Regions from separate parts of the Zea mays genome. Here region 2 is linked to region 1. A link is a contact called in public Hi-C data. All regions are on one chromosome and are shown on one strand. The core of a region is the stretch at or near the end of the contact, and the rest is flanking DNA. Distances in the headings are between cores, read along the strand shown.

Evidence for each region. A called contact is a pair of places that touch in the nucleus more often than the background predicts.
Region 2: a contact with region 1 is called in a Hi-C map of ear, with 2.9 times the contacts expected there. The contact joins the promoter of LOC100285077 here to the promoter of LOC542147 in region 1. A contact is called at or near these places in 2 of 25 Hi-C or Micro-C datasets (ear and tassel).

The regions. Positions count from the first base shown.
Region 1 is chr4:196,231,989-196,235,158 of Zm-B73-REFERENCE-NAM-5.0, reverse strand. It overlaps LOC542147 (narrow sheath 2), which reads right to left and starts at 1,585. Exons shown (of 2, transcript NM_001111772.1): 1 at 826-1,585; 2 at 138-700. The coding sequence starts at 1,242. The coding sequence ends at 320.
Region 2 is chr4:196,462,727-196,465,896 of Zm-B73-REFERENCE-NAM-5.0, reverse strand. LOC100285077 reads left to right here and starts at 1,519. Exons shown (of 1, transcript NM_001165759.1): 1 at 1,519-2,934. The coding sequence starts at 1,541. The coding sequence ends at 2,467.

The DNA.
Region 1 (3,170 bases), core at 336-2,835:
TTTAAATGTTCCGTGCTCCTAGACTGATTTTCACGCTTTCATTGTTTTTCATGACATGTACCCTACTGGTTTCAGCTGTTTTTTTTTTTGTCCAAGAAATATCCTGCGTGATAAAACAAGTCACCAAGATAGATATATAGATAAATTGAGATAAAGTACTGAAACTTAAACGTAGTTATAACAACACACAATACAACGCAACGCAACGATATAATGACACACTTGAGACGATGACCGAATCTACTAGCTAGCAAATCAAAGAAATACCAGAAGCCAACAATGTAGAAACTAAAGCGATTTAATAATGACGATGCTTAAATTAGTTAGTGGATGTGGAGCAAGAGGACGACTTGGAGCTGCTGCACTCGTCCTTGAGTCCAGTGCTCTTAGTGGGGAAGAGGTCCAATGTCTTGAGAGGGCGGCGGCAGCATGCCGGCAGCTGCAGATGAGCTGCGCCACCCTCGTCAGAGCTGCCTGATGCCGCACCGCAGCTGGCGTTGCAGTGATCCATCGCCTCTGTGGCGTCCCACACCTCCAGCTGATTGCTGCTGCAGCTGTTGTATAACCCAGCTCCACCGCCATAGGCACCGCCTGCACCAGTAGCCCTATTTCCTGCTCCTGCTCCTGCAAGGTCCACCATGCCGGCAGCGGCTGGGTTGAGCACTGGCGTAACAGTCGCCGCCTGCTGCCCCAAGTAGCCCTAATAATAATCAAGTGATGAACATGCACATTTATATATAGATACATCAAGAATGCATGCACTAACAAGGTACAAAATTAACTGAAATTGGTACTAATATGATTCTGTATTTAGTGATTCTATACCAGATGGGGCATGCTGAAGCTGGTTGCGTACGGGTGGTGGTGATGGTGCAGCTGCATCACCGCCGGATGCACACAGGGGGCGCTGCTGCCGCCTGCTGCCGGAGGTGCAAGAAGGGTGGCGCTGCTGTTAGGGCTCGAAGCCGGCGCTGCTGCGGTGGCCTGCTGCTGCTGCTGCGCGTACTGCTGCTGGTGCCGGGCGCAGAGGCGCCGGCGGAGCCGCTGGCGCTCACGGGCCTTGTGGTTTTGGAACCAGTAGAAGACGTTCTTGCCCTCGATGCGGCCGTAGTAGGCCAGGTGCGCCGTGATCTGCTGGATCTCCGCCGCGTTGGGCGTCCTAACGCCGCTCCGGTACATCTCCTCCAGGATCATCAGCTGCTCCGGCGTCGGGCACCAGCGGGTCGAAGGTGTCTGCGGCATGGAGGATGCTAATGCTAATGCTAGATCGGATCGATCGACTGACGATGGATTCAACACGCCTAGCTAGCTCAATCCTAGGTAGGAAGCTTAGCTGTGTGTGCGCTGACTGCAGAACGACAGCTAGCTATATGTGTGTGTCGTATATGCGTTCTAAGAAGTTGTTTCTACCTGCAAATCATATATGCATCGATCAATCAGCAGTCTATCATGAGCTAACAGGCAACCTGCCAACCTCTCACACACATAAACACAGCTCGATCGATCAGCAGCCAAATGCCGTGGGTTCCTAGTCTCTGTCTCTGGGATTTGCTAGGGTGAGGACGATTAGACTGGGATGGAAGCTGGGTAGATAGAAGTAGATCCTCCCGTTATATAGAGGTAGCTGCTAGCTGCTAGGGCCAGGCATGCATGCGCAGCTGCCGATCCAATGGTCGATCGTCTGTGAAAGCGACAATGCATATATGCATATGCAGTAATGAACGAGAGATGAATGAAGTTGGGCCGACCAGAAAAAAAAAAGGTAGGCAGCGTGTGAGAGACAAATTGGTGTACATCAAAACGGCCAGAGCTTGCAGTGATCCTCTTTGACCAACGCGGCACCAGTGCTAGCTACAGTCTTACTACTGTCCATGGGAAATAAATTGGCGATGGTCACGCAGAGTTATATATTACATGCTCTGCCACAAGTAAAAGCTGGCTAGCTATAGCTCCTACTAGCACTATATGTGAAAAAAAGTTAACTCAATTTTTTTGAACTAACAGCAGCAGGTTAATATAAATTTGTAAGGAGAAAAGAAGAGTTACACTATCACAACTATCATCATCAATTTGTACATTATTTCGATCAGCCTGAGCAATACATATCTGTGTATAGAGGATGATAGCGGCAGTGCTGCTGTAAGATAATCCCTAATAACAAGCACGGACACCTTTTCTTCCTCATCATCACTATCATATGAAGATGACATTACTGGATAAACGACCATCTCACTACCGGAATCCGAGGCTTTGCCGAGTGTTGGCTTCTTTGCCGAGTGCCTTTTGTCGGGCACTCGGCAAAGAAAGCTTTGCCGAGTGCCGCACTCGGTAATGTTAGGCACTCGGCAAAGACAACTTTGCCGAGCGCTGAACACTCGGCACAGAACGGCACTCGGCAAAGACAACTTTGCCGAGTGTCAAACACTCGGCAAAGTGGGCTCTTGGCAAACGGCCGTCAGCGGCCGTCCCAAAGCTGACGGCCGTTAGTCTTTGCCGAGTGTCATCCGTTGGCTCTCGGCAAAGAGATTCTCTACCGAGTGCCACATAGTAGGCACTCGGCAAAGCATACTTTGCCGAGTGTCATTCCTGGACACTCGGCAAAGTATATTTTTATTTTTTTTATTTTGTCTCTCGAAATTTTTGTGGTATGTTTCTACACTATGTAGACCTACATGTATCATTTGTGGACAATTTTAACAGAGTTTTCAATCGTTAGTAGATTTAGTTCGTTTATTTGAATTTCTTCGGAAAATTTAGATTTGAACTGTAGGTCACTCGAAACTTGGAAAACCGTGCATGCAAAAATAATATTCATGTTACTTAGCATTAGTTACGACCGATTTCAGGAGCGGACCGGAAACTTCGAGCAACATGCTCACTAAACATGGCCGTGAACTTGCCATACACATGTTTAAAAATTGTATAAAACACAAACAAAGTCAAAAAATCCTGAAACTTGTCCACGTGTCATGATATCATATGTACAGGCTGCGATAAAAATTTTAGAATGTTTGGAGAAAGTTGTGGGACACTATTTGTAGAAACCTAGGAGAACTACACATGAAATCATAGAGTTTCAATGTAGTTCTCCTAGGTTTCTACACATCTCACTACTATCAAAACCATATATGGCGTGGAGGTTATAACGGTAGCAACGTCAAACATTCAAT
Region 2 (3,170 bases), core at 270-2,769, 230 kb before region 1:
CACAAATAACTTAATGGCCAACCTCTGTCTATGTTGGGTCTGCAATAGATAAATCCTTACATGTTAGGTTGATTGGAAAGCTTTAGCGAGGAATTGATGATCAAGATACATAGGATCTTCAAGCTTTAGTTTCCTTTATTTGCTAAATTTGGTTTGTTGATCTGTCAAAATCTTGTGTCAATGTTTTCATTTCTTCTTGCAACTAGGAATGCATACCCTCTGTCATGAGAAGAGTTGCTTCAATTTGCATACGCCTATTGCATTCATCTTGCAGCTTGAAATGGACATGAGACTGTTTTATCCAACCCAAACATGTCTTACTCCATTGGCAACAGCCATTTTTGTTATGATCTGTAACTGCAGGCGATAAGAATGCTGGGTGTTTGTGTGCGGGCAATAAGAAGGCTGGGGGATTGGTTCCACTCCGCATGCAACGACACGGGACGCGGGTAACATTGGAAGACCAGCAGAACATCAACCGCTTCGGTTGCCTCAGCACCCGCCTCCACGAATTCCAGGAAAAGATCAAGCTTGCGAAGGTGGATTCCTTGACATTTTGAGTTCACCATTTCGCAGCCTTTGAGCAGATTTATATTGTGTTGCTTTATCAGTAGACGTGATTTTGTGTTTAGTTCAAAAATGTTCATATAGTTTACAAACTTTTCAATCAGTAAAATCGGTGCCTCCTTAAGACCACTTGGGTTATGGCTCGTTGTCAAGATGAAGGCACCAGTAGTCTTTGATCCCTTTTGTTCATGTGTTTATGGACTCAGGAACGCCTTCAGGAAGGGCAATGGCGTGTCCAACTCCATTGGCATCCTCCTGCTCTTCATCTACCCTGTCTGGACCGGGGTGCTGCAAATCCTGTAGGCGCGGTTGCCTCCGTGTTCTCTGCTGTCCAGGCATCCAGCTCCGTTGCCGTTCGTCTCTTGTGCAAATGTTTCTTCTATGGTGAATTGGTGATCGTGGTTCTGTGCTATCGGGGTTGGATGCGTAATGTATGCTTGAGGTAATCAGTTGGACCCGTTGCTATGGTGGTGGACAATTTTGTTATCTCATTTGTTGTAGTTCGATGTCTACATTTGGTTTGTTCGAGTACATAAACACCAATAAAATCATTCGAGTACATAAACGCCGCCAATAAAATCAATAGTGGTGGCTTGATGTAGATCGAGATGTTATTTTATCAGGCGTGTAAACCCTTGTCGCTTCTGTTAAGTTGTCGCAAGTTTGAGGATGGATGTTTATAACAACTACTGTATATCATTTGATGCTATTTCTGAATATGATGTCGCAAGTTTGTGGTCCGGCATCCGCGCACGGCGCGCACTGTTGTCCTCTACACCTGGCTTCCAGTTCCAGCCGTCCGTTGATTTTGAATTTTAGTGAAAATTGTACACCAGAATATATTCCCTGTACTGACGATATGTTTCCGTTGCAACGCACGGGCATCCACCTAGTATATATATATACACACACCTCCTCTGCTTCTTTCCGTCATACATCATCCACATTCCACACACTTGCATAGTTGCATTATATGCAAGCAGGCATGCACCACGCACCAGGGCAGCGTGCAAGCAATTACCAGCAGACACATCACACAGAAGCTAGAGCACATCACGGGCGGGCGCCGGCGATGTCGTCGTCAACACCGAGAGAGCGAGGCGGCGGGAGGCAGTTCCCGGTGGGGCGGCGCCGGTACGCCCCGGTGGCCGACGCGGGGTGCGGCGGGTGCCGCCCGACGACGTCGAGGCTGCTCCGCCTGCCGTCCTTCCTCAAGCCCTGCAGCCAGCTGTTGGGTGGGGGTGGTAATAGCAAAGCTGCCGCGACGACGACGACAAGGAGGAGGAGTGGTGGCGGCGCCGCCGCCGTCGGTGAGCATTACTCCTGCGCCTCCACCTCTACCACGGCTTCCTTCTCCTCGTACTCCTCCTCGTCGTCGGCCGCCACGCGCAGCACGGGCGGCTACGCGGCGTCGTCGGCGGCCTACTCCTCCTCCGACTGCTGCTACTACTACCACTGCCACCCGTCGCGCGTCGTCGTGTACGGAGCTGGACCCACCGCCCCCATGCAACAGTACCAAGACCCAGCGTCGTCGTCGCTCCACAAGCAGCAGCAGCAGGAGCAGGCGTCACCAGCTCGCGCGGCGCCGTCGGCAGTCGGCCATAATAATAAGAAGAAGAAGATGAGGAGGAGGGCGGCGGAGGACGGCGTGGGCGTGGGCGTGGCGGTGGAGAAGGAGTCGTCGGACCCGCGCGCGGACTTCCGCGACAGCATGGTGCAGATGGTGCTGGAGACGGGGCTGTGCGACTGGGACGGCCTCCGCGGCATGCTCCGCCGCCTGCTCGCCCTCAACGCGCCGCGCCACCACGCCGCCATCCTCACCGCCTTCGCCGAGGTCTGCGCGCAGCTCGCCGCCGCTCCTCCTCCTCCTGCGCCGTCGTGCCAGTACCGGCGCTGCTGATGGCACATGGCAGCGTCCACCCACCACCCTACCCCGCTCGTGCCGTCTGCTAGCTGTAACGGACGGACGGACCTGATGGCGACAACAGGGCTATGCGCTTACAAAGTGCAGATTTTTAACTGTGGTTATTAGTCAGGAGATTAAGCTAAATCAAGGACAGATAATAAAGTGGCGTGGCAGCAGCGTTATTAGGCTACCACCATGCATGCATGTTCTTGAGATCCCAGGTAGTAGTAGTTGCCCCGATCTTTTGGTTTGTTATTTTCAGTCGATCTCGCAGTTAGAATTGTGTGTGTGAGGTTGTGCAGTGCAGTGCAGTGCACTTGTGCTTGCTTGTGCTGTGTGTATACTATGGGACGACATGGCCTTTCCAAAAGCATGAAGAGGCCACCCATGTGTATCATCCATAATCTGTACACGTATGCATGTTGTGACTTGTTGAATTGTACGTACGCTTGTGTTTATGTAGTATGTTTGCGTTAAAAGTTGGTGTGTATGTATGATTAGTGAATGAGAACTAACTCCACTCTTCTACGCAAGGTATACAACACACACACATGGCGTAGTGTGGTGTCCGGCTCACGAACCGAGACCAAGGCGTAGCTAGGATTTTTTCATAAGGTATGCCATAATAAAGTTTTTATAAATAGTTTAGTATAATCTATAATGATAGGATGTACTCGCGTAACCCTATGATGCTGCT